Linked DNA regions of Sus scrofa: region 1 is linked to region 2. A link is a contact called in public HiChIP or PLAC-seq data. All regions are on one chromosome and are shown on one strand. Each heading gives the region's core, a stretch centred on a gene start, on an enhancer-like site or on the middle of the called end of the contact. The rest is flanking DNA. Distances are from core to core; before and after follow the strand shown. Region 1 overlaps FAM174B (membrane protein FAM174B). Region 2 overlaps CHD2 (chromodomain-helicase-DNA-binding protein 2).

Region 1 (4,425 bases), core at 1,282-3,781, 170 kb before region 2:
AAGGAATTCCCTCTGTACTGCTTTCCTCCTAAGTGGGGAGAGTAACAGTGAAGTTTGGGGAATCTTGACTTGTCCAGAAAAAGACAGAAAGCAGGGAACAGACTGCAGTAAATTAGGGTATATTTCACTGCTTTGGTAGTTTTCCAAGTGTGGTCTCTGGACTAGTCACATCAACTTCACCTGAGAGCTGGTTAGAAATGCAAATTCTCGGAGTTCCCTTGGGGCACAGAAGGTTAAAGATCCATCATAGTCACTGTAGTGGCTTGGATCGCTGCAGAGGCTGGGGTCACTGCTGTAGCACAGGTTTGATTCCTGGCCCAGGAATTTTCATATGCCATGGTGCAGCTGGAAAAAAATAAAATAAAGAAAAGAAAAAGAAAAAAAAAAAAAGAGGCAAATTCTCAGGCCCTCCTGAAACAGAAGCTGCGGGGGCAGGACCCTAGTGATTTACACTTTAACAAGCATAGGTGATTCAGAAGCAAGTTCAAGTTTAAAACCATTTCCCTATAACATAATTCACCACAGATGTCATTTAAACAACATATTTCTTACTCCTCCACACAACTTGATGGTAAAAATGAACACTCTGGGACTTTCGTGGTGGCTCAGCAGGTTAAATATCTGGCATTGTCACTGCTGTGATGTGGTTCAATCCCTGGCCTGGGAACTTTTGCATGCCGTGGGTGCCACACCAAAAAAATTAATTAATTTTAAAAAGTTAATACTTTGGCTCTTTTAATTTATTCAATAGAAAATTATCAAATTATCAGATTTACCCCTCCCCATTTATTTGCATAAACTTGTCAGGAACATAAAGCAAAGAACAACTGTTTCATACATTGTATGAATAAAACTTTGTTTCCAAAAAACACTGGAAGTGGCTGGTGATGAATGTAATTACTGTTTACCAGAGATCTCAAATGTGCTATATGAAGACTGTTAAAAAATTTACTCAAGTTCTCTTGTGGCTCAGCAGTTTAAGGATCTGGCATTGTCACTGCAGTAGCAGGTTGCTGCTGTGATGTGGGTTCAATTCTTGGCCCTGGAACTTCTGCATGCCTTAGGTGTAGCCAAAAAAAAAAAGGAATTACTTCATAAATGACCTAAAACCTTGCAGAGATTTGAAGACCAGCACTTCCTGGGCCAGAAAATCAAAAAGCCTAGGAAAAATATGCTGAGATCTGTGAGCCATCCAGCAATACTGCATATAGAATTGTCCTGGGGCCTTCAAATGAGAACATTCACCGGTCTTCGGTTGCGCATAACCAGTGAGCACTCGTCTGGGAATTCTCATGTGTTGATGAAATTCCAAGAGCCCCATAGTACATTCTCTAGCTACAAAATATATTTTCTTCCATTAAAGCGAGTTTTGTTCAGGCCCTCTGCAACCACTACAATGATTCTAGTTTTCTTATGGGTACATTCCATGTAACAAATGGCAGAAAACACAGAAGTAGTGGGGCTAGGCTCTCTAACCTGGTGCTGAATTACAAGTCTCCCCCTTAGCTCGTGACTCTGGGGAAGGCAGCTTACATGCCCTTTGCTCAGACATCAAGTAGGCAATGTTGAGAAGTGCCTGCTATAATACCGCACCAAGAATCTATTATTCATGTATTGATTCCCTTCTGGGCCAGGAGTACAACAGATGTCTATAAAGGGCAATCGACTGAGAATGGGCCCAGCGGTATCGTAACATCAGTCTCCACTAGGTGGCAATAACGGTGCTAGGTAATTGGTTATTAACGTTGATCTTCAGAACTCAGCACTGTTTCTTACTAGTGATTTATTCATTCATTCAACAAATATTTATTCGATGGCTGCTATGGGCCTGCCACCATAGTTAAGATACAAAGACCAGTGAAGAAAGACAGAGTCCCTATCTATGGACCTTAGGTCTAGGTAAGGAAATGGACAGAGAATCACAGCAATAAAATAGCACACCATAGTAAGTGCTGTGAGTGCACAAGGGGAGAACTGCCCATTGCGGGGGTGGGGGGGAAAGCATCCCTGATAAAGGGATGACGAAGAGATGGAGGTGTCCCAGGAAGGTGAGGGGTGGGAAGTCAATGCTCAGGCAGAAGGGAGGGCCTGTCAGTGGCTCCTGGAAAGTGGGACGACTGCAAGGCCACATGGCTGGAGCCCAAAGAGCAGGGGAGCAGGATGGGAGCTGCCCACCCTGGAGGGAGGAGCAAAAGGCAGGCAGCCTTGTAAGCCTAGTTCTTGGTGGGGCTTTGGATCTAGATCCACAGAGCAGCAGGAGCCCACTGATGGGTTTTTAAACCCAGGAGGGGAGAGGGCTGGGTAACTAGATTGGATTTGCATTTAACAAGGTCAGATTTGCATTTTAACAGGGTGACTGAGGTCTTCTCTGCTGGGGGTTCAGCTGAAGTGGGGGACTGAAGGGGGGCAGGTCCTCCCAGGTGCAGGAGACCAGTTAAAGAACTACCACTGGAGTCTAAGAGGAAGGATTTGTCTTGGGTCAGGATAGGGACCTGGAGACGGAAACGACTGAGAGATGGGGAAAGTACCAGAACTCAGTGGCTAGGGGGTGCGCAGGAAAGGGAGGTGCCAGAGATGGCTCCCCAGTGTCTGGCTCGGACAAGCCGACAGATAGAAAGAAAATCGAAGGGGGCAAGGGCTCTCAAATAGTGGCTGGGTAGCAGAGAAAGAAAGTCATGAGCACTTTTATTTATCATTTATTTATTTTTGTCTTTTAGGGCCACGCCCATGCTAGGGGTTCAATCGGAGCTACGGCTACTGGCCTACACCACAGCCACAACCACGCCAGATCCTAACCCACTGATCGAGGCCAGGGATCGAAACTGCAGCCTCATGGATACTAGTCAGTTTCATTTCCTCTGAGCCACGTGGGAACTCCACAAGTTCACTTTTAGACATGCTAACTTTGAGAGTTTTTTTGTTTTTTTTTTTTTGGTTTTTGTTTTTTGTGTTTTTTGTTTGTTTTTGTCCTTTTGCCTTTTCTAGGGCCGCTCCCTCGGCATATGGAGGTTCCCAGGCTAGGGGTCCAATCGGAGCTGTAGCCACCGGCCTATGCCAGAGCCACAGCAAGGCGGGATCGAGGCCACGTCTGCAACCTACACCACAGCTCATGGCAACACCGGATCCTTAACCCACTGAGCAAGGCCAGGGATTGAACCCGCAACCTCATAGTTCTTAGTCAGATTTGTTAATCACTGCACCACGACGGGAACTCCTGAGAGGGTTTTGAGATATCTAAGGGGAAATCCCAGAAGGCAAAGGAAGCTCTGAGTCCAGAGTTCAAAGCTAGAATCGAGTGAATCAGCTCGCTTGGGGTGAGACCGCCAGCACACAAAGACAAGAAAGAAGCATGGCTACCTGGATGAAGGCCAGCAGCCTGGGCACTGGAATCCCACAACTCACTACCGAAAGGAGTATATTGCTGAAGGCAACACTGGAAATCCAACAGAAGAGTTCCCATTGTGGCTCAGTGGTAATGAGCCTAACTAGTATCGATGAGGATGTGGGTTTTGACTTGTTCAGTGGGTTAAGGATCCAGCATTGCTGTGAGCTGTGGTGTAGGTCCCAGATGCAGCTTGGTATTGCTGTGGTTTTGGCCTGCAGCTGTATCTCTGATTTGACTTCTGAGCCCTAGCCAGGGAACTTCCATATGCCCCAGGTGCAGAAGAGGAGAAGGGAAGGGAGGAAAGGGAGAGAAAGGAAGGAAGGAAGGAAAGAAGGGAGGAAGGAAGGAAGGAAAGGAGAAATCTAACAGAGACTGATTGGAGAAAAGAAAAGAGAAGGGGTTTCAAGGGAGGGAAAGCATGAAAAGAGCAAAGATTGAGAGATAATAGGATTATAAGAAGCATGTGACTTAGGGCGTTCCCTTCATGGCTCAGTGGTTCACAACCCAACTAGTATCCTTGAGGACTCGGGTTCAGGTTGGATCCCTGGCCTCGCTCAGTGAGTTAAGGATCTGTCATTGCTGTGAGCTGTGGTGTAGGTCGCAGACGTGGCTCGGATCCAGCATTGCTGTGGCTGTGGCAAAGGCCGGCAGCTGCAGCTCCAATTTGACCCCTAGCCTGGAGATCTCCATATGCTGTGGGTGTGGCCCTAAAAAGATAAAAGACAAAAAAAAAAAAAAAAAAAAAAGAGAAAGAAGCATGTGACTTAGATCTCTTGCCAGCAAATTGCTCTCACTTCCCCCAAACTCACTCTCAGAGATGGGGGATGACTCCTTTCCAAGGTCCCCAATCACTTGCAGGGGTACATTCCAGACCTTATTTCACAGATAATCTTCAGCTTACATGCTGCAGGAGGAGAGGTACCTGGTCTGACAGAAGGTCAGCTGCTCTGAAGGAAGGTTCTTAGAAATTAGACATTTCCCTTGTCCATTCCTATTTCAAATAGTTAAAGCATAACCAACTTGACCATCAAATCAACATC
Region 2 (4,326 bases), core at 904-3,403:
GAGAAAGAGAATGTGGATAGATGTAGGACTGTGCCATTTTGCTGTACAGCAGAAATTGACAGAACAGTGTAAATCAACTATAATAATAATAATAAAATGCCAGCTGTTCATACTAAGATTCAGCCGTTTTCTTGAAGAAATGTTCATAAGTTGGCTGCCTTTGGTTAATTTCCAGAGTTCCAACAAAGTTGATTTTGACAGTTTTTGCCAGTGTTCTTGTTGCTTTTATAGAAGAGCAGATTTTCAGAGGTCCTTACCCAACCATTCCAGTAGTGTTTCACTGTCTCAGTATTATTTTGAAATGAATTCCAAATGACATTTCAGATGTAAAATATTTCGGTATATAGCAAGAAGAAGATATGTGGAGTTGAGGAATAATCCTCAGGTTTGATTTCACGTTTAATACTTTCCTAATTCTTGTGTCCATGCTGTTCCTTTAATATTATTTCTTAGCTTTTGTTGTATTCATTCTCATTTTCTTTAATTGCTATGCCCTCTCTTTTTATTTCTTTCCCCCATTGTATCTCTCCTTTCACTGTCACCTAATGAGATTATTTTAGTAATTTGGCATGTTGCAGTGATGCCTTTGATATATTGTGATATCTTGCTTTTTAGTGAGAGTGTTGGTGGTTAGCTATAGGGAGGGGAGAGGATTACACATGGACTGGCATTTAGCATGGTTTAGGCTAGAGACTTGTGGAAGGATAGATTAGATTTTTGGTTGGAGAAAAGGTTGGGCAGGAGTCAGCAGAGTTGCCAAAATAGTTTTGCCTAATAAGTGTAAAATCATGTATTATTTTACTCTGCCTTATTCCAAAAAGTATTTGAGGCAGTTCTAACAATCTTAGAGTTGTATCATTGGCTAGAAAATAATGGAAAATATTGTAGTATGGAGATGAAAGTAATAGTAGTGGACTAAATAGCTTAGTTAACTTATACTGGATTTTATCACAAGAGTTGTGGTTTTTAAATCATTTATTACATATTGAACTCCAAAAACTTGTACCTTCTAAAAATAATAGTTTTTTCCATACTTTTTTTTTTTTTTTTTTGGCTGTGCCCATGGCATGCGGAAATTCCTAGGCCAGGGCTCAAACCCAAGCCACAGCAGTGACAACACTGAATCTTTAACTACTAGGCCACCAGGGACCTCACTAAAACAATGATATTTAAGTCGTCATTCTCAGTTATGTCCCAAAGCAGTTTCATGACCAGTCACTGAGAATAAAGTTGCTCTTTAGTTTGAATAGATTTTTAGCACTCATTATTTTAAGTTGGCCATTTTCAAAGGCATTCATGATTCATTTGTTTAAGGCAGTAGCAGGGATTGAGCCCTTTTGACCATTCATGTGTATTTCATCACAGAATATGTTTTCATTAACATAGCTAAAGTCTGTTTTTTAATGTGACTTATTGATCCTGTTCTTAGGTTCATCAAGGCATATAAGAAGTTTGGTCTCCCTCTTGAACGGTAAGCCCGGTAATGTAATAGCTCCTTATCCACCTCTTTTTCACTTATTATGTAGCAGTTTCTTTTTATGGTTCTGCTTTTCCTTTAAGGTGTGGCACTTTTTGACAGTCTGATTTTTAGACATTAACGTACTCACATGCTCCAGATGACTTGGAGATCAACAAGACATAATGTAGATGAAACTGTACTTTGCTTCTAGGAACATGACAGTGAATGAAAGTAGGCTAGAGAAAGGAAAGTGAGCACAAAGAAGCAAACTAGTGCAGGTAGCTTTCAGGCACTTTATCTGCTAGCATTATGGGACTGCCTTTTAGTAAAGTTAATAACACAAAACCTTTCTTTCTGTTTTTTAAAATGACTGTTTTGTGGACTATTCCAAATCGGATTCTTTAGGATGGAAAGTAAGTTAGTCCTTAGTCACCGTTGGAGGGTTCTTGTTGGAGCCTCGGAATGATCAATTAAGGAATGTAGAGAAAAGTGTCTTTGCTGGAGCAGGCTTATGTGAAACCAAGTGGCAGTTCATGTGACATCAGAAAAGTGGGCGCAGGGCCTTGACATGTCCCCGTGTTTGTCCTTCCTCAGGCTGGAGTGCATAGCACGTGACGCTGAGCTGGTAGATAAGTCTGTGGCAGATCTGAAGCGCCTGGGGGAGTTGATTCACAACAGCTGTGTGTCAGCAATGCAGGAATATGAAGAGCAGCTGAAAGAAAATGCCAGCGAGGGTGAGTCACCCAGTCTCTACTTCTTGATTCTCTAGGACCTGGCACTCGGGGGTTGGGATCTCTGCTGCTAGAGGGCTATTTTTTTTTTTTTTTAGAAGAGCACTTGTACTCCATTGATCTGTACTTATTTTGAGATGTATATTCTCACCTGACTTTATGTGAGCTCAGTTGTAAGATCCCAGAGATTTACTCATAAAATTGATTTGTAGAAGGTGCAAAGTGATGAACAAGAATGTTTTCTTTTAATGTCACTATAGGAAGTTTAAATTGGTTTGAATGATGTAAAGACCAGAATGGGTAAAGCTGAGTGGACACGTTTGTTTTTTGTAGGGAGGATATTACATACCACAAACATCAGTATTATCTTGGATATACATACCCGTATTGTTTTGCTGTGATAAAGGATTTAGAGAATTACAATAAGTAAAATAGTAGATAAGTATTGTGAACGTTTACTTTCTTGGCACTGGAATTTGTTGTAATTGGATTTGACCTACTGTAGTATGTTTTTGCTTATACCCCAGAAGGTGTTTTGCCTGTTCGCTAAAAGCAGGAGCTGACAAGAGAGAGCTGGAGTCCTTATTGTTAAAGGACATTGTTATAGTTGAACCTCAAACAGAGAGATGAGGGTGTTGTCATTCCAGTTCACTGGGCTGTGATTTATCTGTGCCATTGCCCCATTGTTTTGTCACTCTTTTTTTGGCCACACCCCCAGCATGTAGAAGTTCTGGGTCAGGGATTGAACCTGTGCCAGAGCAATGACCCAAGTGGCTATCGTGTTTTTTGTCACCCTTCATTGAGTTAGAGGTTACTAACAGGAGGCTCTGTCAGCTGTGGCTAAGTATTCAGGACATGGAGGCAGCCATTTCTTAGCTGTAAGGCCTGAGACAAGGGGTAGCCTCTCAAAGGTCTCATTCGCAAATGAAGTAATAGTATCTACCTCAAAGGGCTTGGGTGCTTATTTGAATAACTCCATACACATAAAGTGCTTGTCATCGATTCTGGTTTGCAGAGTTAGCTGTTTCATTAACCAAAGAAGTATCTGTGCTTTGAAATTTTCTTCTTAGGGTTATTACTAAAAAAAAATAGAATTTTACTTGAATATAGTAACCATTTTAAAAAATTTTTTTTCAATTTTTTTATTGCGGTAAAAAAAAAAAACACATAACATTAAATTTACCATCTTTACCATTAGATACATTTTTTTCATAAAAGAAACTTAAATAACTTGAGTGTTTGGATAATGATCCAAATATGTGGGTTTTTTTTTTTTTTTTTTTTTTTTGGCTTTTTGCTATTTCTTGGGCCGCTCCCGCGGCATATGGAGGTTCCCAGGCTAGGGGTCGAATCGGAGCTGTAGCCGCCAGCCTACGCCAGAGCCACAGCAACGCAGGATCTGAGCCGCGTCTGCAACCTACACCGCGTCTGCAACCTACACCACAGCTCACGGCAACGCCGGATCGTTAACCCACTGGGCAGGGACCGAACCCGCAACCTCATGGTTCCTAGTCGGATTCGTTAACCACTGCGCCACGACGGGAACTCCCAAATATGTGTTTTTATAGCACCAAAAGGATACATCCAAAAATGAACCTTAACTTTATCCCATTTGTTATTGTAATTACTTTGAATAAGTACTGTATTCACATGGCTCAGAAATGAAAAACAAGTACCCCTGTTTCTTATCTTTTTCTGGAGATATAAAAATATGTATGTTCAGAAAATGAACAGATAATATTTTCACATATTGGTGGTGTAGCGTGCACACTGCCCTGTTCCATTCGTAGTCCACCTCGCAGCGTATTTGGAGATGTTGCCTTACAACAGACTCCTCCCTCCCACATGCCTCTTTTCTGTGCATGTTCACATTCTGAATCTGGCGCATTGCTTCCTCCTGGCATTGCTTGACTAGTTCTCATACCCCTGTCTTTCCTATAAACTAGTATTCTGAGTCTGCGTTGACATTTCCAATTCAAATGTAAGATTATTGGTATCTCCTAAGCCGAAAAATTTTTGTTACTGAAAATGTTAACATACTCATGTATTTGTCTTAAACATTTTACGCGTTTCCAAGTGTTAAAAACCAACGTTACTCTTAACAGTAAGACTTCTCAATGCAAAGTTTAATTTCTT

Evidence for each region. HiChIP or PLAC-seq counts read pairs in DNA pulled down with a chosen protein or histone mark.
Region 1: an H3K27ac HiChIP or PLAC-seq map of alveolar macrophages shows a contact between it and region 2. The contact joins two enhancer-like sites. A contact is called at or near these places in 2 of 47 Hi-C or Micro-C datasets (epiblast stem cells and psoas muscle) and 2 of 2 datasets of contacts at active chromatin or transcription factors (alveolar macrophages and skeletal muscle).

What each region holds. Positions count from the first base shown.
Region 1 is chr7:86,188,462-86,192,886 of Sscrofa11.1, reverse strand. All of the region lies in intron 1 of FAM174B (membrane protein FAM174B), which reads right to left. Among named protein-coding and RNA genes, the nearest start is that of FAM174B, 8.7 kb to the right of the region's middle. Within about 2 kb of position 2,531, at least 27 of the 83 cell types and tissues checked have an H3K27ac peak or open chromatin away from gene starts, as enhancers often do. A contact at or near this core is called in alveolar macrophages, where this site is marked.
Region 2 is chr7:86,016,373-86,020,698 of Sscrofa11.1, reverse strand. CHD2 (chromodomain-helicase-DNA-binding protein 2) reads left to right here. Exons shown (of 38, transcript XM_021099370.1): 26 at 1,430-1,471; 27 at 2,054-2,193. Among named protein-coding and RNA genes, the nearest start is that of CHD2, 89 kb to the left of the region's middle. Within about 2 kb of position 2,153, at least 27 of the 83 cell types and tissues checked have an H3K27ac peak or open chromatin away from gene starts, as enhancers often do. A contact at or near this core is called in alveolar macrophages, where this site is marked.